Linked DNA regions of Mus musculus: region 2 is linked to region 1. A link is a contact called in public Hi-C data. All regions are on one chromosome and are shown on one strand. Each heading gives the region's core, a stretch centred on a gene start, on an enhancer-like site or on the middle of the called end of the contact. The rest is flanking DNA. Distances are from core to core; before and after follow the strand shown.

Region 1 (7,743 bases), core at 1,583-4,082:
GGTCTACACAGAGAAACCCTGTCTCGAAAACGAAAACAAAAACAAAAACAAAAGAGAAAGATATTGAGAACAAGACAATGACTGTCATTCAGCTGCTGAGTGAACTGTCTCTGTCTCCTAAGTAGACTTAGTTTCTATGATTTTGGAAAGAGTGTTTGACGGCCATCACCGAATCTCCACATTCAATTTGTAGCTCAGAGGTGTATGTGGCTAGAAGATGTGAGGAAAACATGAGGACAGCAGGTCATACCTACACACCACATTTGGAAATATTGTGGCTACCTGTTTGACATGAGCAAGGGCAGACATGAATAAAGACAATGGAGTCCAGTGAATTAGGGCCTTCATAGGAGGAGTTTTGAGCGAAGAAAGGTGCATGTTAAAAGTATTGTTAGTGAATTCAGGTCTATTTCATAGACAGCTGGTATCTGGTGATGCTGGCCATGCTATCCCTCTGTAACCCCAGCCCTTCTCTTAAGAACTTTCATTTTGATGTCAGTCTGGTACCCTTGTCTCCATCTCTGCAGCTTATTTTCTCTTTGCCTTTATATGGAAAGCTAATTCAAAATAGACCTGGGGTTGAGTCATGTTTCTACATTGTTCTTGTGGGAGATAACCAATAAGAGAATATCTTCCTCTTTCTTGGAGAATTGTCTGTTCATCAGTTGTTGTCCATTTGTACACTACATTAAGGCCAGGCCATGCTGGCAATCATTCTGAAGTAGTTAATCAGCATCACACCCCTTCCACCCCCATTTGTGAAATGATCTCACTTTGATTGGATATTTGAGCTGTTGTGTGTGTCTCCTGAACAATATACCAGTCTATTTTTCTAGTGACATAATAAATATTGACTTATCATGGTTCTGGAAAATCCAAGATCAAAGTCTCAAAATAATTTGCATATAGTGGAGACTGATTTCCTGGTTCAAAGATGGTACTTGGTATGTGTCCTCATGGAATGCAGAGACAAGAATTTCTCTAGTCATGCTTACAGGGGTGTTAATGCTACACATGAGAGATCACTTTTCTACAGACCTGTTTATGTTACCCTTGTGTTAGTATTAGATTTCAACACATGAGTCATCAGTTCTTAAATTTTCAGGCTATGGCAGCTCTCCACATCCTGAATCTCTTGTCACTCTATCCCAGATGGGGTTAGTAAACCAAGTCGCAGTAGCTGAGCCGTTTAGACAACCTCAAGTAGCTTTGTTCTTCAGTTTTTAAATATCACAGTTAGAAAATGAGACACTTATTTGGAGCCAACATCTCTGAAAGAAAGAGATGTTCTGTGTTAATTACCTAGCAGATGTTCCATCCATGGATAGATCATTAGGAGACAAAGGATCTGATCTCAAGATGGACGGCAAACTTCTGCTGAAACGTCAGTGTGTTCAGTGTGTTTCAGATTTGTTTCTTATGTGTGACCATCAATATTGGAATGGTAATTCTAGAGAAACCATAACCAAGTCTAGAGGAGTCTACTGAGGAAAGATCCATTCTTCCATCTCCTTAGGTGCCAATACTCACAGTGTTTCCAAGGATTGCCACATTAGCATGTAGAACCAATAGATATTTAATGAGCTGGTTTTTTAGTTAAAAATCACCTTGCTTCAGTCAGTGACAGTATTTATATCTTCCCATGTGCCAGTCACCATGTAGATAATGGGCACACATCCAAGAAGGGTGATAATAACTATAACTGGCAAGTACTGCACTCTTACTGCTGATCGATTACCTCATATAATTCTCAAATCAACTTCATAATTAAGTGACTTTGTAATATTGAATCAATAACAAAGAATGATATTTAAAGGGGTCCAATAATGCTAACAAAGACTAAAGCTGGACCTCACAGTGCTTGTACACTATTTATTGTTGTTCCCACATAAGAAAGCAAACTTCATATTCTCAAGAAACTTATACTCTGAATTAGGGAACACATATATTCAGAAAGCAATCAAATTAAGAAAAATGCAAGAAGGCGCTGCAAAGTTTGCCACCTTTCAGTTAATCTGTGTCTGAGACAGAGTTGAAGGAAGTCACTTGGTTGATGTGGACTTCCTCTAGTTTCACCAAACAAACTCTCTTATCTTTTCCCCTCCTGTCATCCCTAGTCTGTAATTCTGCGTCCCCTTCTGTTTGTCTGCACGCCCCTCCTTTCCCTGCTCTTTTGGTTTCTCTCCCATACAGATAGATATTAGAGACTAACAAATGTCACAGTGTAGTTTCAAAGGTGTATATGGGAGGGAGGCAAGGATGGGTGACCACAAATGAAACCAGCTATTGACAGAGGGATCGGTGCATCTGAGTAGCCTTGCTTTATGTGTTCTGGTGTTTGGTGGATTCAAGGAAAGCATGAACGTGCTCATTGCCCAGTGTGTCTGGGCTCCTCCCTTCTTGCTTTCTGACACTGTAAGCATGCAGGACTCCAAAAGCACATCCACACCACTCTTCTGCTGTTAAGCGAGTCTCCCCAGGATTAACAACTCAGTTCATTATGTTTCCAGATCACATTAATCATCTTTTCTGGGAGTTTGGAAACATTTGGAGTCATTTCTCTATGAATTTATCCATCTGGGATCTTTATAAAAGATATGTTCACACAGTCATTTGTTGCTCACTTAAGAAGCTATTTGCTGCGCTCTGCTGAGAGTGTTGTTCCCAATATCCTGAAAGGAAACGTCTGAAGTCAAATGTGGCTTCTTCACCATTCAGGGGCCCCTCAGTTGAGCTCAGTGAGGTTTTTAACAAAGAGCAAGACCCAGAGCATAGAGGTTCTAGTTCCAACATAATAGTGTTGAGAAGTTCAAAGGCGGTGTTCTGTGCAGCCTGCCTGCACTCCTAGAGCAGATGGGAGTGGAGGAAGCTGTGGGGGCTGTGGAAAGGAGGTGAGATGGATGAGTCAGAGCAAAGGTCCAGGCAGGATTTCTGGCTTTACTCCTACAGGCTATGTAACCTTAGACAATTCACATAGTCTCTCTAAGATCCATTCACCCCTCTGTAAACTACTATCATAGGGTAGTTCTATATGCTGGCTTTTATTCTCTCCTCTGCTCTCTGCTGTTGAGGAAACTGTATAAATCGGCTAGTACCACTTAATTTTGCAATTTCCACACCTCTTTTCAAAACCAACAGTGTGTGTGTATATGTATGTGTGTATACATATAAAATATATAATACATGTATGAAAGAAAATCATCTATTGAGTAATTTCCATGGCTGTTACTAACAATAAAATGTGTGTGTCTGTGTGTGTGCATGTGTGTGTGCATATGTGTGTTTATACTATGTATAAACATATGTGTGTTAATTACACACAGTATATAATACTATATATATAAACATATATGACACATACGTGTACACACATACGTATGTGTGTGCATTTGCCTGTGCATGCATGTGTGTGTGTGTGTGTGTGTGTGTGTGTGTGTGTGTGTGTGTGCATCTGCAAAAGAATAAATATCCTATTATGGATGTCCTAGAAGCCAGTATTTCTTAATTATCTTCTGTTATATAAAAAGCCTTAAAGCCATGTGCCCTGTTTGAATTGAGCTGAAGATGTGTTGTTTAGGAAACAGACAGAGAATCCTTTAGGATACACTGTGAGCATCCTCCCAGGCACAGTATAGTCTTAGGAGCCTGGAAAGTAAGCAATTCCTGTAAAGGCTTTTGTTCGTTTGCCTCAGGCAATATTGTGCAGGGAAGCTCTGAGGCACGGCCCAATTCTTAAGTCAGATGTTTCTTTAGAGACAATATTCTGCATTGAATATCTTCTGAAAGCCCACGACAGACATTTCTGTCTGTGATCATTATCCTTGAAATATAGGTTCTTTCTGCCCACGTGAAGGACTGGCTTGAATAATGCCTCTGGTACTGTAGGAAGCATAAAAGGCACAGTTAAATTGTATTGCCTTAGAAGGGTCCAGGAGAGGAGTACAAGAGATGGTAGAAGTTTGTTCTAATTCTGCCCTGGCTGAAAACCAGGTAACGGGATGTGGAAATGTTGGCCTCTGTTGAATCCTCTCCCCAGCCTTGGGACTTTCAGTTGGAGATTCCCATTACACAGGAAATTCCCAGTGGCCTTGATGGAAATTACCTGCCTACCTCACCTTCTTGCCCCTACTTTAGGTGGACTCCTGAGGGCACTTTTTAATTGCCATGCATGTCTCCTCACAGAAAAGCTAATTGCATCTGCTTTCCTTTCCTTTAGGTTCCCAATCAAGGACAGGAATAATGAAGAAGGCTGTGTGCTAGCTGCATCCTTTTGAACCACCCAGGAAGGAAATCCAGAGTGTGGTCAGGGGCAGAACACATGCAACCCTTGGAGTGAATGAGGAATGGACTCGTGATTATGCAGAGGTTGCAGGATGAATCTGGTCGACCTGTGGCTGTCCCGCTCCCTCTCCATGTGTCTCCTCCTCCAAAGCTTTGTACTGATGATACTGTGTTTTCATTCTGCCAGTATGTGTCCCAAGGGCTGCCTTTGCTCTTCCTCTGGAGGGTTAAATGTCACCTGTAGCAATGCAAATCTCAAGGAAATACCCAGAGATCTCCCTCCTGAAACAGTTTTGCTGTATTTGGACTCCAATCAGATCACATCCATCCCCAATGAGATTTTTAAGGACCTCCATCAACTGAGAGTGCTTAACCTGTCCAAAAACGGCATCGAGTTTATTGACGAGCATGCATTCAAAGGAGTAGCAGAAACCCTGCAGACCCTGGACTTGTCTGACAACAGGATTCAAAGTGTGCACAAAAATGCCTTCAATAATCTGAAGGCTAGGGCTAGGATTGCTAACAACCCATGGCATTGTGACTGTACTCTCCAGCAAGTTCTCAGGAGCATGGCATCCAATCATGAGACAGCACACAATGTGATTTGCAAGACATCAGTGTTGGATGAGCACGCTGGGAGACCTTTCCTCAATGCTGCCAATGACGCTGACCTGTGTAACCTCCCTAAAAAGACTACTGACTATGCCATGCTCGTCACTATGTTTGGCTGGTTCACCATGGTGATCTCTTATGTGGTGTACTACGTGAGGCAGAATCAGGAGGATGCCCGGAGACACCTTGAATACTTGAAATCCCTGCCAAGCAGGCAAAAGAAGGCAGATGAGCCTGATGACATTAGCACTGTGGTATAGTAGCCATGCTGGCTGGCACTGGGAAGGGAGCTTCTGTTTGTAGGAAAATAAGTGATTCATTTCCCCCTTCATTGTACACATTTAAAACTTTGTATTTTAGTTTCTTTGGAATCATGCCACTGTTGAACTTTACACAAACAACACTAATAATTTTAGTTTAGGTGATCTCCCCCCCCCCCATTAATTGTGACCTCTGGTTCCTGAGTAACAAACTCTCTGAACATTAGTTAGACCCATCTCACTATTTAATAATGAAATTTATTTTTTTAATTTAAAACTGAATAAAAGCTTAACTTTGAACCATGGAAAACAGTGTGCCTTATTGGTTAAGACACAATATAGTCAGTGCACTTGCACCGAAGTAAAACAGACAGCCCTGTGACGGTAAGACTATCTCATTAAAAGATGATGTGTCATTCGGCCTCATTGCAGTCTGGGGAGCCAGAGCTAAATTGTTGATCAGTTAAGAATCTGCCAGATTTAGCTAGCCAAGATGTTTATACAGATGTATTTCTCGAGGACTTGAGTGTATTAGAATGTCTGCTGGCAAGCATCTACTTTTCTAAACGGGTAGGTCAGACATGCTTCTACTCTGTGATGGATGAAATGGGAAAGTAAACAATGCCATGAATCTTATCCTCCTGCTGGCCTTTTGGTGGGCAGGAGTGTGTGGTGAATCCAGGAAGAGTTAGGCTTGGGAAGGAGGCAAGCACGCCCTCAGCGGACGCTCTGTGTGGGTATCCGGATACTGCTACTGTCCATACCTCTCACCACCAGAGGAAAAAGTGAACACTGGCCGTGCATATAAAACAGAGGTCCAGCCACCAGCCAGGTGTTAGAGCTTGAGTTTGAACTAGGTCTTTTCTGTTTTGTTTTGTTTGGTTTGGTTTGGTTTTTTTCAAGTCAGGGTTTCTCTGTGTAGCCCTGGCTATCCTGGAACTCACTCTGTAGACCAGGCTGGCCTCAAACTCAGAAATTCGCCTGCCTCTGCCTCCCAAGTGCTGGGATTAAAGGCGTGCACCACCATGCCCGGTGTACCAGGTCTTTTCTAAATAGAGGTATTTCATTGATAATCCTTTCAAGTTGGTTTACAAATGCAGAGTTTACATGATTAAAATGACCAACATGAAATTGAATGAATTTTGTTACTATATGCTCCTGCATATCTGCCACACAAAGGAGATAGTCTGACTCAACTATGGGCAGAGATCCTGGAAGCACATTTGACTTCTGTAATGGGGAGTGATGGCCTTGTTTGTTTGTTTGCTTGCTTGCTTGCTTGCTTGCTTGCTTGCTTGCTTGCTTGTTTTAGGATGAATGTGTCAGGTAAGCATGGAGGGTCAAAGCCATGGGAGCATAGGGACAAAGATGTGGAAGTGAAGGTAGAGAGTAAGATACAAGTCCCAACCCTATGGTGACTTCACACTGAAGAATGTCATAATCTGTTATCCCATGCCACTGATGGAACACTTACTATGCATTAGTAGTTTTCTAAGTTATCTTAGTTAATGCTTCGGAAGCTCTATGAGATACTTCTATATAATAGGCCCAGAACCCCAGCAATTTTGGAAAGCATAGCATATGCACAAATATTAAGTTTTGAGAGATTTGAAAATTGTATACGTCTGCACATGACATACACTCTGACATTCATGTCCTGCCATTCTGCCACAGACTCAACTATACAAGGTAGCTGGTTCCTCTGGCACATTGGTTTACAGAAAATTACATGACAATTCCATTTAAAACCAGAGGGGAACTTCTGTGTATAAGGCCCCTCGAGGAAAGAAGCTAGAGTGCCCCAAGTGAGGCACAGGGCCCTATCTAACCTACAAGATACTGTCTTCAGGATGTTAAAACTCAGTTTCATCCCCCTTGAAGGCCGGGAGTGCTGACTGTAACCATAGTCTGTTGAAAGGCCTGCTGAAAAAATCAATAAGACACTCAGAGCAGTGGTCACTGTGTGCTCACACCGTCTTTAGCCATCCCAAGAAGTCTAGCCAAAACACAAAGATAACTCTCAGATGTGAGACTTGGGATGTGGGCCTAGAACTGCTGTATCCAGGGAGACTAAAGTCAGATGGCCTGCATTGCCTTTGGTTTGGAGACAGTTAGACCCATACTGAGGAGACAGCGCCGCCTGGAGGACAATGCTAAAATGCAGTGTAAGTACTAACTGGAAAGAGGCAATAAAGGTTTAGCTCTAACAGTTTTGAAAATTTAACAAAAGTATTGTGTTTATCTGCATGTATGAGTCACATTCATTTTGGAAAATCTTCCAGAGGTGGATAAGATAATCCATTCCAGGTCATTCCTTCCAAAATCATCTTCATGCTCTTAGTAATGAAATGTTATTTTCCTCGTGGCCAATCCATTAGTCCAATAAATTGTCTTATAAAGGAAAGGTCTCTGAGGACTTGGTGAGAAGAGTCACATACTATACTTGAAGTAATGAAAAAGAGTTAAATAACCACACATTTGGTTTGCAATTCCTCATGTAGAATTGAGAGATACCACAGGTTATCAGGAACTTCCCTCCTTGATTTCTCTATGTAGATTGTCAGGTTATAGTGTCGTCGGTACTCCAAAA
Region 2 (7,743 bases), core at 3,751-6,250, 730 kb before region 1:
TGATATTATTGCTCTTCCTATGGGATTTCAATTCCTTTCAGCTCTTTCAGTCTTTCTCTTAACTCTTCCACTGAGGTTCCTGTGCTCAGTCCAATGGTTGGCTGCAAACATCTTCATTTGTATTGTCCAGTCACTGGCAGAGCCTCTCAGAGGTCAGCTATACTGGAGTCCTGTCAGCAATCACTTCATGGCAACAGTAATAGTATCTGGATTTGTTGTCTGCAGATGGGATTGTTCCCTGGGTGGGGCAGTCTCTGGATGGTCTTTCCTTCAGTCTTGCTTCACTTTTTGTCCCTGTATTTCCTTTAGACAAGAACAATTCTGGGTTAAAATTGTTGAGATGGGTGGGTGGCCCCATCCCTCAAAGGGGGGCTGTGCCTATCCACTAGATATCATATCTACAGGTTCTATCACTCGTTTGTTGGGTATTTCCTCCTGGGCTTGGAAACCTCTTGCTTAGGGAACAGTTTTTAACAGAATATCAAGATAAAACAAAGCAATATCTATGTGTAACATTTTAAAGATGAACAAATGAACTCAGGAAACTACTAACAACATTGTTAACTTTTTTTGTGAATAGTGGTGTTATTTTATTTCTTTAAACATTTTTCTATTTATATCTGTTTTTAGTGTTTAGTAAATCTATAATTAGAAAAAGAAAGCTTAAAATTATGAATTGAGAGGAATCCTTTGTCGAACAGCCAGCAGGTTTGGTTCTGGTCATACAGGTGACTCTTGGCAAGCACTGACTCACTCACTCAGAAAGCAAGGTCAGGAACTATTCAACACTGCTGTGGAAGTTTTGTAGGGAGCAAGGGCACAAAAGGTTTAGGCAGAGAACCCAGACATCTCTAGATCCTTTCTCTGTTAAATTATGTGCCTATTCAATTCACTCAAGTTTGTGCAAAATCTAATGTGAATAATTAATTTCATGTGGGGTCAGATATTCTCTGATTATGTGGCCCTGTACAGTGGCTCCTGAGAGTGAGTCCTGAGACTTAGTACCTTGTAGAAGTTTTCACAACGTCTTTAAATTCTACCATTGGAGGTAATGTAAAAAATAAAATTGCTAAAATTATTTATAAAGCAAAGTATATTCACTCTTTTGGTGTTAAAAATCTCCTGTCTTTATAAAATGATCGTGACAGGGTGTGTGTGTGTATGTGCATCTTTGTGTATGTTGTTTGTATGTGCATGTGTGTATGTGTGTGTGAGTGTGTGTTTGAGAGTATATGTATGGTGTAGGTATATGCATGTGTGCGTGGTGTGTGTGTATGTGTGAGTGTATATGACCATGTATGTGTACTTGTGTGTATGGATATATGTATGTGTGTGAGTGTGTATGTGTGTGTGACCATGTGTGTGTGCATGTGTTTATATGTGTGTGTGTGTGTGTGTGTGTGTGTGTGTGTGTGTGTGGTGTGTATGTGTGTATATGAGTCTGTGTATGTGTGTGTTTCGGTGTGTGTATGTATGTGTGTATGTGTATGAATGTGTGTATGAGTATGTATATGGTGTTGTGTGTCATGTGTGTATTTGTGTGGTGTTTATATGTGTGTATATGTGTGTCATGTGTATGTGTGTGGTGTGTGTATATGTGGATGTATTTCTATATGTGGGTGAATATATGTGTGGGTGGTGTGCATGTGTATGAGTGTGTGTATGTGTGTATGAGTGCATATGTTTCAGTTGGTGTGGTGTGTGTATGCATGTGTGTGTATGAATGTGTGTGTGTATTTACATGTGTGTCACAGAGAGAGAGAGAGAGAGAGAGAGAGAGAGAGAGAGAGAGAGATATTCTGTCATTTGGCAAAAATACAAAATTGCTTCTGCAATTGTGAAGGCTGAGGCCCTGAACTGGATTTAGAATAGTCTATAGTCTGGAAAGAAAGAGTCAGAGTTTAAATTTATTATTATTATTATTATTATTATTATTATTATTATTATTATTATTATTATTTTGTAGTCCGTAACATGTGTATGTTCTCACACAGATATTTCTTAATCTTTAATAATGGTAGGAGAATTTTCTTTCAGGTATATAAAATGTTCTCCTTCTCATAAAAAATCTAGAAAAATGACCAGCAAATGATCTCCTTCTAAGAAACCTTGCACAGAGTCAGAGCACAGTCAAAAGTTATGATTTTGGTACTGGTTACGTGGGATAATCTACAGCATGTTTAACAGCACATAGTCACTGAGATGATCCCATTAGATAGCGATTGTTTGAGGAAATATAGTTCTCATCAGTACAGTCTTTTAAAACTGAATCTTAGGGATTTTACTGAGGCTTAGAGGAACAATTTCAAGTAAATTCTCACATTTTGAGAACTTTTGCTTTAATTCAATGGGATTGCTGAGTTATTGCCATTGAATTTAAGGTATGAATTCCTAGGGCAAAAGAAGGGCTAGGAGTATTCTAAGAGAAGCTCAGAGCATCAGGTGCTGAGAATGATGACCCCATCATGGTGGCTCATGACATGGCACCCTCATCTCTGACAGTGCATCTGCTTTCCCTACTCACTGCTCCTTCTGATCAGCATCTTCTTTAGAGGTTCCCTGCTGCATTGTTGCTAGTTCTGAACCACTTCCTTATCCTCTAGGTCTGAGAAATAACCTATGTCTTTGCAATGGTCTGAGGAAAAATGGTCTCCATAAACCTACACATTCAAAAACGTAGTCACCAGGAGGAAGTGTGTCACCAGATCTCTCTCTCTCTCTCTCTCTCTCTCTCTCTCTCTCTCTCTCCCACTGCCTGCAGCTCACTATGTGTCTCTCAACTACTTTTCCAACACCATGCCTACCTGCACAACACCGTGCTCCCTGCCATGATGATAATAAAACTAAACCTCTGGAAGTGTAAGCCAGCCCCCAGTTAAATGCTTTCTCTTACAAGAGTTGCCTTGGCCATGGTGTCTCTTTATAGCAATAGAATACTGAATCCTGACCAAGAAAGTCCTTTGGAAGCCTTTGCTACAATAAGCAACAACAATACATACAGTAAAATAGAAACTATAAAACCTCATTGTCTCACAGATCATCTCTGAAAGATCTATATGTTATTATGAGTTCTTTAATTTTCTTTGTCCTAATAAGACACTCACAATGCATTCATCCAACTCAGAGTAGTAGTTACATTACAGTAAGTCCAGACAAACCATGTTCCCAGAGTTTGTTGGTTGGTGTTGAGATTTTCACCATCAGTGTCAATTGTCCATTGTTTGTCTCAGTGGAAAGAATTTGTGTGTTCTACAAAGATATGCTTTGCTAAGTCGTATTCGTGATTCTGAGAGAGGGTTGTCTGTACTGAGGCAAGGGCCTATTCAGCAATGATTTATAAGCATCTTCGATGTGTAAAGCACTGAGTAGAGAGGATTGAATTGTAAGGTTTATGATGTTCACCAGAGAGGTAGTAATGAAGACACCACCTTCCAAAGTCACAGTATAGAGTAAAGGTAAGCTTTTCCTATTGAGGTTGTAAGCCACACATGATTTGTAATCTTCTTAATACAATGCATCGAAGCAGAAGCTAGTTTATATAAAGCATGGAGTACCCACATGATGAAGCACGAGCTCCTCTTAGGAGGCCAGGTCAGGCCACGAGTCACCGAGCACTAACCAGTGAATAGCAAGCATTTTGAAAGTTGTCTGGGGGCATCTATAGAAAATAAGTGAAAGAAAAAGTTTATTAAGCTCCCACATTCTGCTGTGCCTTAAAGTATGTAAGAATAAGAATAAGCTTTGTCTTTTGTTTGAGCTGGTGTTTAATGGTAGAGGTGTGTGGGATTGGAAGTTTCAAAGCCTACTTTTAATAAGGGTTCTCAAATGCTTCATTTCCCCACTTCTAGGCCACAGTTCAAAGCTAGGGGAGAAAAGATGGTAAATAGAACAATGGAATGTAGACCTGTTTAGAAGTATTTCTTTGGGGCAATTCCAATCTCCATTGTCAGGATAGTAGCAGTCCAGTTTAGTAGTATCAGGATACCAAACATGGATCAGCAGCAGTGGCATGATCTAGCAGAAAGAGCCAGGCCTCAACTGAATCAGCACAAGTCAGCAGGAGTGACTAGAATCAGCTAGGACACAAGGAGAAGTTCTCTGTCATGCCTCTTCCAGTGAAGTGAAGATCAATGAAGTTGTAAGACCAATGAAGTATTGCAAGACTAGATATGCAAGCGCACCATCACTGTCCATTGAGTCCTATTTATACTCTGTCTAAACATCATGTGTTCTCCCACAGGTCTTGCCTCAGCAAAACATCAGGCTAGTCTGCATCAGAGAAACACCAAATGATTCTGTATAACATGACATAACCAGAAACTTCCACATCAGAGGTGCTCTGAGAACTTCTACAGTTGTCTATTAATTTATACTGTATTTGTACTTGAAGTCTGGGCACCATGTTCTGGAGGAATGGTTGAAATGACTCTTGATATATTCTTCTCTTCTTCTTCTTCTTCTTCTTCTTCTTCTTCTTCTTCTTCTTCTTCTTCTTCTTCTTCTTCTTCTTCTTCTTCTTCTTCTTCTTCTTCTTCCCCTTCCCCTTCCCCTTCCCCTTCCTCCTCCTCCCCCTCTTCCTCCTCCTCCTCCTCCTCCTCCAGTCATCCTCCTCCTCTTTCTCTCACAGATGATACTTTGGACTAAATTTTTTTTAATGTTTTTGAAACCTCAAGACTCATGTCCTTTCTACTAGCAGAGGCTGAAAAAAATGCTTTTAGTCACTATGTGATGCTCAGCATAGAATCCAATAGAATTCCAGCTCAGCTAGACTCCAAAGCATTTTCTGGTGGAGCTGGTGGATGAAGCCCAAAGTGTCAGCATGCATAGCTAGAATTTCACACTCTACCAGGTGGTCTAGGGCAGAACACTGTGGGAATGACCCAAACAAAGAAGAAGGACCATATTGCTGCACACAAGGTGAGAGGCAGCATGTCCAATCTTAGGGGCCTTAGGACTCTGAGGTGGAGGCTGAGAGAGCCAGTTATTTGAGACTCAAATTGTTGGCACAGATAGGCTGAAGGCTCAGCAGGGAGAGAAGAGAAGCAGAAAGCTTTCCAAGAAGAAGCTGTAAACTGACCTACTTATTCTGACGATGAGATTTGCTTCTGCTTCCCCACAGGCCAAGCCCAGGTTCCCTGACATGAAATCCAAGCACTCACTGGTAAGGACGTAGAGACTAGGGATTTTTTTCAAATGCTTGTTTTTCTTTTTTCCCCCAGTAAGGATTCTTTGCCCTACTGGGTGATAACTGTGCCCAGCCTGGAAATAGTCATGGTAATGAGGATTATTTGTGTGGCGTCAACAAGTCCAGAAAGGAGTGGACAGACAGCATGACCATCTGGTTTCTGTGATCTTCTCTCGCACAGGACTCATAGAACCTATGGGAACATATGGGAGGAGAGTGGGAGGATGAGGGGGCTGGAGGAACAGAGGCAGGTGCCAACCTGTCCTTTCATTTTCCTGAGCTCTCTGCCAAAAAACATTTACTCCTCTCTTTTAGTGGCAAGAATGACCCTTTTCAAATCTTTTTGTGTCATAATTTGGGATGTCCGTTTCTTAGACGTATAGGGCAAGCTATAATACAGGCCTTATTGGCAGAGAAACTGATGACTTGTGAGTAGCTGGCTCTTTATGGTGGTATGTGACAGTATGTTAGGATGTAAATGGCATCTCTGAGTTCTATCTACCATGAGAGTAACCTCTACTCTTCCACAGCTGCCTCCAGGCACTAGCAAATGCTCCAAAGGGATAGCTATGGGCTATAGGGTTGTAGCAGGTTAACCTGGGCAGAGGCTGAACATACCAGCTGGCTGAATTTGAAACAGAGGAATGGATAGGGATTTTATGCTAACCATTCATGATATCTTTGTTGAAGAAATGTTCATCATACAGCATCAGTCTACAAGTCAACAACTTAGTGTAATTACTAAAGTAGCAATAACAAATGCACACCTGAATCTAAGGTGGCATCCTTTCCCTTTAAATATTTCATCTTTATTATTTGATTTGTGTGTGTGCCGTGTGCTGTGTGCTGTGTGTGTGTGTGTGTGTGTGTGTGTGTGTGTGTGTGTGTGTATGTTAATCCAGAAGATGTGAGATCTCTTGGAACTAGAATTATAGGTGGTTGTGAGATGCCTTATATGGGTATTCAGAACCAAAATCAGGCCTTTTTTTCCCATCTGAGAATGAGTCCACAGCCTTGTGGATGGCAGGCAAGAACTCTAGAACAGAACTGCATCTCCAGGATTTTCCTCAAAGGCCGTAAATTATCTGAGTCTGTGTCTGTCTACTCTGAGGATGGTGCTGAGTGCTGTTCAAATCCTCCCTGATCCTGAGAGCTTTCCGTGATGCTGGCTCATGGTTCAGCCTCTGGGCAGGAATCACCCTCACCTGAAAGGAACTGCCATGGTTTCTTGCTTCTTAGGAATGACCTATGCCAGTGATTAGGGTTTCTGAGGGGAGGGCCTGTTATTCAACTGGGACTAAACTTAAGGGTGAGTCCAGTTCTACAACTTCTGTAATAAAAGTTCAGCTAAACTAAGTGTGGCAACTGTATTCAAGTTCTAAGTCTCCTTGGGTTGAATTCTTTATTCCTTTGTATTGGCTGTGAGGGTTAGTCAGGACTTTCTTCATGTCCAGACTGTTTCTGGAACCCAGGGTGGACTCCTATCTTAGTTACGGTTTCTATGACTATGATTAAGCATCATGACCATAAATAACTTGGGGAGGAATAAGTATATTCTTCTTACAGTTCTCAGGTCACTCTCACTGAGGGAGTCACAGCAGGAACCCAAGTCAGGTGTGAGGAGGTAGGAACTGAACCACAGAACCAAGAAGTGCTGCTTCTTGTTCACATTGGCTATACAGGCACAATCATCTCTAAACAGTCTGATTTTGGTCTGTACTCTGGAGACAAAATACATCTTTGTGCTGTTTGAGTCTGTTATTGGAAGCTTTTGTATTAGTCAATGGAGACTAAATCATGCTGCAAAGATAGACTCTTTTAGCAGCGTAAATCTTTTGGATTGGCAAAAGACCATCACTCCACAGAAAGAATATGTTTTAATCCCTGTTCAGATGTGACAAAGATATGTATGGAAAATTTAGTTTTTGCAGAGGGTAGAGCCATGATCTGTAGAGAATGAGGACAGGTCAAGTCTTGAAGCTGCAGAATCCCAGAGACAAATGCAGGGCATGTCTACAGTGCAGGGTCTCGGTTACATTGTCTTCCCTGCAGGATCTCCAGATTTCAGTGGACTGAAGGCTGTCATGTGCCTTTTCATCTTTGGTCTTTCTAGATGAAAGAGTTCACATCTGAATCTAGGAAGTGCTTATTTTATAGCTATATTTTTTCTTATTAAAATATCCTGGATATGAGAGAGGCAGAACACCTATCCCTTTAGTTCCTTCAAGTGTTAATCAAGAGTTATGTGCAGGTTACATAAACTAGCCAGCATAAGGCTGCCGATGATAAGTTTCTCCTCCTCCCTGTTTAGTGGATCTTCTCCCTCTAGGGAATTCCAGTCTTGGGGCACTTGCCTCCCTTTCCTGTGCCCTTCCTTCCTCCTTTCTCCAGTGCTTACTTCCTCCCCCCATTTCCTCTCTTCTCTTCACTCCTGTTCTCTTTCTATTACCTTGATTCCTACTGCCTCCCTCCTCCTCTCCTCCATTTTTTACTGTTTTGTCTCTGTTCATTTGTAAGTCTCCTGGTAACTAAACTTGCTCTATTTAGTGTGTACAGCC

Evidence for each region. A called contact is a pair of places that touch in the nucleus more often than the background predicts.
Region 2: a contact with region 1 is called in a Hi-C map of cerebellum, with 2.8 times the contacts expected there. The contact joins two enhancer-like sites.

The regions. Positions count from the first base shown.
Region 1 is chr14:15,355,235-15,362,977 of GRCm38.p6, reverse strand. Lrrc3b (leucine rich repeat containing 3B) reads left to right here. Exons shown (of 2, transcript NM_146052.4): 2 at 4,217-5,463. The coding sequence starts at 4,374. The coding sequence ends at 5,153. Among named protein-coding and RNA genes, the nearest start is that of Gm31577, 37 kb to the right of the region's middle. Within about 2 kb of position 2,832, at least 9 of the 459 cell types and tissues checked have an H3K27ac peak or open chromatin away from gene starts, as enhancers often do. A contact at or near this core is called in cerebellum, where this site is marked.
Region 2 is chr14:16,090,573-16,098,315 of GRCm38.p6, reverse strand. No RefSeq gene overlaps it. Among named protein-coding and RNA genes, the nearest start is that of 1700062C10Rik, 57 kb to the right of the region's middle. Within about 2 kb of position 5,000, at least 4 of the 459 cell types and tissues checked have an H3K27ac peak or open chromatin away from gene starts, as enhancers often do. A contact at or near this core is called in cerebellum, where this site is marked.